Regions from separate parts of the Oryctolagus cuniculus genome. Here region 1 is linked to region 2. A link is a contact called in public Hi-C data. All regions are on one chromosome and are shown on one strand. The core of a region is the stretch at or near the end of the contact, and the rest is flanking DNA. Distances in the headings are between cores, read along the strand shown.

The links. A called contact is a pair of places that touch in the nucleus more often than the background predicts.
Region 1: a Hi-C map of an unstated tissue shows a contact between it and region 2, with 2.8 times the contacts expected there. The contact joins the promoter of MAGT1 here to the promoter of PGK1 in region 2. A contact is called at or near these places in 2 of 6 Hi-C or Micro-C datasets (psoas muscle and an unstated tissue).

Annotation. Positions count from the first base shown.
Region 1 is chrX:72,166,468-72,169,927 of mOryCun1.1, reverse strand. It overlaps MAGT1 (magnesium transporter 1), which reads right to left and starts at 1,614. Exons shown (of 10, transcript XM_008272956.4): 1 at 1,296-1,614. The coding sequence starts at 1,397.
Region 2 is chrX:71,943,365-71,947,095 of mOryCun1.1, reverse strand. PGK1 (phosphoglycerate kinase 1) reads left to right here and starts at 1,899. Exons shown (of 11, transcript XM_002720132.5): 1 at 1,899-2,146. The coding sequence starts at 2,082.

The sequences.
Region 1 (3,460 bases), core at 365-2,864, 220 kb before region 2:
AAGGTAAAAAGTGAATATGTACCCCTCATTAACAATCCCAACTGCCCAGAAATAGCTACTGTTAAAGGACTGTTATGTCCTTAACAGAGGTTTCTTTATACATATTACATACATATACACTTACTTATAGGGATTTTTGTGTTTTTTTAAACATAAAAGAATTCCTTGATATAAAATTATATATTGCATTGCAGCTTGTTTTCCACTTAAGAATGGTTTAGGACTCTCCTTCCAAAAGCACATCAATGTCTAGTTCCAATGTATGGTTCTGCATACATTCACCATACTTTTAATAACTACATATTTTATTTTCCTTTTGCCAGTCTAATTAATAACATACTGACTGTTGTTTTAGCTTGCTTATTTTTTCTTCTTAAAGAATCGTTCAAACGCTCAGAAACATACTTTCTGTCTGAATCCAGCTCAAGTTGACAAGCATTTGAAATGTTTAACCAGTATTCTAAAGGTACGTGTATGGATCTCGGGTACTAGAGGAAACAGAACGCACAGGAAATAGTATTAGACTAACAGACCTAGCGCTTTACCCCTTCTCTGCCGGTAATTAAGTGAGCAAATTGAGGGTTTGTATTTTTTTTTCACCCATAAAATTAGAAGGTTAAACACAGTGTTAAAATTTTCTGCCTGGATCGTTTAGTGGTGAGTAAAGAATATTGTTATTTCCTGCACTCCGCAAAGCCTGTAAATCACAAGGAGGGATCTCAGTTTTGTTCATTTATGTCCATCACCCAATTTAGAACAGTGCCTAGCACGTTTGATTTTTGTTAAACGATTGAAAATGGTTTAAGGGCTTTCGATCTAGTAAATTGCTTTGAAATCATTATCTGGACAATGTAATCAAATTGGCATAATTTCACTCTGGTCTAAGTCTCACACTCCAGAAGAGAAAACGCTACAGAATAGGCAGCTCTTATACATAGTTGAATTTGCTGACAGCAGAAAAGAATTTCTCATAATCTGCCTCTTGGACCTCAAAGCAAACTCCCACTGCCAACACTCGATGTGGCCCCCAACTCACAGTAGTGTCAAAACTCATAGATGTACATTCACAGGCCTATAGAAGCCAGCTTGCTCCCCGACTCCACTCTCAGACTGTATTCCCAGAAAACAAGGAGTTACAGTTCCTTCTCTCGCGAATCCAACAACTCCCCAGACGGCGGAACTGAAGCCACCAAAGGACAGAAACTGGCGGGGAAGGGCGAGCGGGAAGGAGCAAAAAGATCCTCTCAAGCCCAGCGATTGTGAAAAGCCCCTGTTGCTGGAAACCGCGTCCTCACCTCCTTCTTTCTTTGGGCAGAAGCCAAAGGAACCTCGTAAATGAGCAGCAGCGCCACCGCCATGGTCGCAGAGGCGCACCAGAACCACCGAGGCGCTGCCATGTTCGTAGCTCTCCCTTTCGCCAGCGAAAACTTTCCTCTGACTGGGCCTGAAGGTGGGGCGTGAGAACAGCAAACCGGCCCCTTGCCTTTTCTGATTGCTTCAGCTCAGCCCTGCCTGGCGACCCCTCACATTACGTCACAGCGCGCTACTGCTAGCCGCCCGCTAAAACACAGTTCACTTCTAATTGGTCCCGGTTAGCCAATCGAAAAAGGACAATCTGGAGGCTTTTTATTGGACCGCTGAAGATAATGGGCCGCCCCTTGCATTTTCGTAAGGAAGTCGTGTCTTGGGCTCTTCAAAAAACGCATGCGCAGTTCTGAATCGTTGCGGCTTTTTTTTTCTTCTGTCCAAAATGGCTTGAGGTTGCTAAAACGGAATCTTTCTCTCACAATCGTTTAGAAGTCCTTGAGAACTGCCTCTTTCATATAATATTTAGAAAAATGAGACCTAGCCACGTGAGTGATAGCAGCTATCTTTGTCCCTCATCCTCCCATGAAAAGACTTTAAATCAAAATGAAAATCACTAAAAGTAGGAAAGCAAAATTCTTAATATCACTAAAGGAGATTTTAAAAACGATATAGGAACAAGAGCTTATTGAATGCCGTCTGTGTGCCAGGAGTTGGGCTAGGAGCACTGGAAAAAGAGGACATCAAAAATTTATTTTCAAAACTTTTTGATTATTTATGGCAATTTTTAAAAATTAAACTCTGTTATGTACTACTTAAAGTACCAGCAAGGACATAATTAAGGGTTATAGACAGCTAATGCCTTCTACTTATTATTTTATTTTGAGGAGGGGTGCAAAACTAAGGTTGTAAAGAAGCATGATCTTGGGACTGATGCTGTGGCATAGCAGGTAAAGTCTGCAGTGCCGGCATCCCATATGGGCACCAGTTTGAGTCCTGGCTGCTCCACTTCCAATCCAGCTCTCTGCTTGGCCTGGGAAAGCAGTAGAAGATGGCCCAAGTCTTTGGGCCCCTGCACCCATGTGGGAGACTCGGAAGAAGCTCCTGGCTCCTGGCTTCAGATCAGCTGAGCTCCAGCCATTGCGACCATTTGGGGAGTGAACCAGCGAATGGAAGACCTCCTCTCCCCATCCCGATAACTCTGCCTCTCAAATAAATAAATAAATAAATCTTAAAAAAAAACTGTGGTGCTTTTACTACAAAATAATCATATGTCCAAGAAGGAAAAATAGCAAAATAAAATCAGTCTACCCATAATTTGGATTTATTTTGATGGTGCACAACTGAGTATATGACTATTCTCTTAGGCCCTGCTGGAAAGAAAATACCCATAGGAAAAGAATAATCATCATGTTGGCAAGACCAGGATGACACTATGGAAAGAAAAAGAGCTGCTTCTGAAGTGGGAAGATGTGAAGTTAAGATATGAAAAAAATGCACAAAGTGGTTATGTATACTCATAATAAGAAAAAATGCAAAATATAGTAGTACACTCAGCTAGACTGTTTGATCCAATTACATAACATTTTGGAAAAGGTAAACTGATAGGGATGGAGAACAGAGTCACGGTGGAGGGGGTAGAGGGAGAGGTCTTCCATCTGCTGCTTTGCTCCTCAAATGGCCTCAATGGCCCGGGTTGGACTAGACTGAAGCCAAGAGCCAGGAGCTTTAATCCGGGTCTCCCAGGTGGGTAACAGGGCCCAAGCATTGGGCAATCTTCCACTGCTTTTCCCTGGCCATTAGCAGGGAGCTGGATAGAGAGTGGAACAGCTGGGATATGAACTGGGGCTCATGCGGGCATTGCAGGCAGTAGCTTTATCTGCTATGCCATGACACTGGCCCCAAATTCATGTATTTTTTGAAAGGCAGGTAGAGAGTACTCTTATTTCCTGGTTCAGTCCCCAAATGTCCACAATGCCCAAGACTGGGCAGAGTGCCCAAGCCATGATCCGGGAACTCAATACAGCTCTCCCATGTTGGTAGCAGGGATCCTGCTACTTGAACTACCACCTGAATTGATGGGAAGCTAGAGAAAGGAGTTAAGCAGGACACTGATCCCAGATACTCAGATATGAGATCTGGATATTTTGACTGC
Region 2 (3,731 bases), core at 650-3,149:
AACAGAGATGGCAATAGTAGCTACTTCACAAAGCTATTGTGTGGAGTAAACGAGTCGTCTATGTTCAGCCCTCAGCAGTGTCTAGCAAATAGTAGGTGCTTAATAATTGGGAAACACTGTTAAGTGCAGGCTCTCAGACTGTATGCTGCTTGTTTCCTGGCTGATGTCTTTTGTTGCAATTCCATTTTATCAAAAAAGAATGGCTTGGCCTATCTCTCTGCTTCCTCACATGTTCTGCCATCCATCACTCTCATCAGACCCCAGAGTAATGGTGCTGCCTGATCTTGGGCTGTAAGCCTCCAATGCTGTGAACTGAAATAAACTCCTCTTTTATAAGCTAGCTTTTCTCAGGTATTGAAGTTACAGCGACAAAAAATTGACTAATACAAAATTTATCTTTAAATTCCACTTTTTATGAACGTTTTGAAATACTCTAAGCTTCTAGGTCTTTGAGAGACAAATTAAACATTTTTTTCCTAATCATGCAAACAATTAAAAAAAACTGACACGTGGCAGGTGCTGTGGCGTAGTGGGCTAAGCTGCTGCCTGTGGTGCCAGCATCCCATACAGGTACTGGTTCATGTCTGGGCTGCTCCACTTCTGATCCAGCTCTCTGCTAATAACCTGGGAAAGCAGTGGAACATGGCCCAAGTCTTTGGGCCCCTGCACACATGTGGGAGACCCAGAAGAAGCTCCTGGCTTCAGATCAGCTCAGCTCTGGCCGTGTCAGCCATTTAGGGAGTAAACCAACAGATGGATGTCCTTTCTCTCCGTCTCACCCTCTCTCCATCCGTAACTCTCTCTCTCAAATAAATAAAAACATCTTTGAAAAAAAAATGGCTTTCCACTACCACGATAACCCAGATGGAATGAACAAAGTGCTAGATATACCCACAATTGATCATGAGAAGGCCAGGAGGGTCATCTGGGCCTCGAATGTAGACTCATTTAGAAGGAACTCCAAGAAGTTATTTCCTAGTGAGGTTTACCATTATAAACAGGGACAGGCTCAAAAGAAATGGATGTGCACCTTGTAATTTTAAATTGTGTCTTGCAATAAAACTTATCTGGACCTCAAATGCCAAGTGTGGGAATTTTTGCTTCAGATTCGATTTACTTCATTCCAGCTGACTGGAAGCATGCTGGACACAGAGTACCTAGTTCCTAGCAGTGGCGTCTGAAATACAGTTTAGTTTATGGACCCTAGATCCGGATGGTCTAGGTTTGAAATCTATTACACATTCTGAGACCCTGAGCTAAATCTTTGTGCATCACTTAGCTCGCCTGCAAAATCAGGATGACAGTTTATCGCAAGTTTTACGAGCACTGCATTCCTTAATACATGAACAAATGCTATATGGGTTTGCCCTAGCATTAACCACGTAGTAACCGGAACAATTACATTGAGCTTTTCATTCTAAACAAAAGGAGGAAGGCAGGGGGATCTGGATCTTTCCTGACTTCTGAGAGGTCTGTATTAATAAATAAGGGCTTAGTATCACAATTCCATTTGGAGGAGCCATACGGAGGTGGTATTTGCATTGATCCTGTTAGGGTTGCCTGGAATTCCATGGCGTCATAGGCCTGCTCAGCGCTGCGGCTGTTCTGAGCACAGCTCCGGGGACGGTGGCAGAGGCCGCTGCCTCGGGCCTGGCACACTCTCCGCCCGCCCCTCGGCACCACTCGGCCCCTTCCGCACCACCTCCGGGGCCCCGCGACAACGCCGCAGCTCCACCCCTAGTCGGGAAGATTCCCTGCTGTCGCTGCGTGCCGGACGTGACAAATGGAAACTGCACGTCCCACCAGTGCCCTCGCAGACAGACAGAGCCTCGGAGCAATGGCATCGCATCCGCCCCTTCGGGCTGCGGCCAATACCCGCTGCTCTGCTCGGCGCGCCCAGAACAGCAGCCGGGAAGGGGCGGGCGGGAGGCGGGGCTTCGGGCACGTCGTGGACCCGGTCCCGGGCGGCGCGGCTCCCAGTCTGCTGCACGCGTCCGGCCTGATCGCACGTTGCCTGCTCTCTTATCCCCATCCCGCCGCTGCCTGAGACCCCGGCCTCTCGCCTCTGCTCAGTCGCCAAGATGTCACTTTCTAACAAGCTGACTCTGGACAAGCTGGACGTGAAGGGGAAGCGAGTCGTGATGAGGTAATAACACGTTGGTACCCGCACGCCCTCGGCCTCTGCCGCAGCCTTTCTGGCCAGGGCTGACTTTTTCCCTTGGCTGCCCAAAGTTGCTTGTAGCCTTCAGCCGGGGCTCAGGGGTGCTAGGCTTGCAGGGCGAGGCTGCTGTCCGTTGTGGCTGGGACGGATTTGAGGTTTGTAACTGCATTTTTGCCCGCTGAGAAAGCGGCTGTAGTCACTCTTTGGGCGTGGATTCCACTGAGTGAGTGAGGGTTCTGATTGCCAGGACTCGTTTTGCTCTCTTTTTTATTCTTGAAATGCAATTCTGTCGCCTCCAGCTCCTAGTCGGCATGGTGGGACTTAATGCTTATCCCGCAAATCTGTAGGCCCCAAGAAAGGGACCTTGAAAGGTCATTGGGTAAAATTTCCCTTCCCCCACGGCCCCAGACCATCCCAGACGAAAGAGAAATGGCTCCCATTTCAGAGGTCCCTGCACAAAGGGATACCTTTCCCAGAGGATGCCGATTTAAATATTCAGTAGAACGCCTCTGAAGAATTGGGGGTGGGAGGGTGGGGAGGGGCGTACCAGAGGAGGCCTTGCAAAGCTTATGTAACAGGCCGCTGTCGCCGTACCTTGTAGGACTCCAGGCCCCGAGGTGTGCATCACAGTTGTGACACATGCTGGGTAATGGGAGAGCAGGGTGTGGCTCCTCATATTTGCTGTTCTCCAACCTCACACTACATGTTCTAGAGGAGTTGGGTATTAGAATTGGGGAAGGCTTTTCATGCACTTTGGGGTCTCTTGCTCTGCACATGTGGATCCCAGGTTACTTACCAACATGGCTTCTCGCTTATATGCCAGAATTCCTAGTGTGATGTATGAAATTTTTACATTTCTTCTTTTTGTAACTTTGCCCGGAGCAAAGTGTAAGAGGATGGTTAGGTGGGTTACTAAAGCACCAGCCCGTGATATATCTTGGCTACCTCCAACAGTGGGCTTTTGAAGGGTTTCAGGGGCTTGGATTAATTGTGTTGTGCAGCACTGACCTTTTCGAGAAGTGGTTGATTGATGGACAGGCAGATGAATGGTGTGATCCAGCCCTTTTCCCATTTTGGGCAGGTTCAAGTGAGGGCACTTACGGATGTTAGCAGACACATAAGGCAAGTGAGGATCTCCCTCCCCTAGCTTTAAACATTTGAGGGTACTTAAGACTTAAGAGAATTGTATAGATACTCTAAAAAGTTCACATAGCTCTCTTTCCCTATAAAATTATTATGGCCAATATGGGTTTATAGATGGTCTTTTCTGCCTTGCTATCAAGACCCCAATAGCTTAGATCCATGAGAAACACGTGGTGTTCACATTGCCCCAAATGACATAGGCCCTTCCAGTCTTGGCAAAGTCGAAATCACAGCCATTTTAGTATTAGATAAGGGCCCTTTCTGACCCTCCTGTGATACTAAAGAAAGGGAGTAGGCCCAATGGAGAATAGGGTGGATGGATATTGGTGTAGGGCTAACTGTTAAGTTTGAATTATTTCCTTTTATCTCCACTGTGTTCCATGCTGACTTTCCAGATACATGCAGCAGCTGAAAGACAGGATGGGCA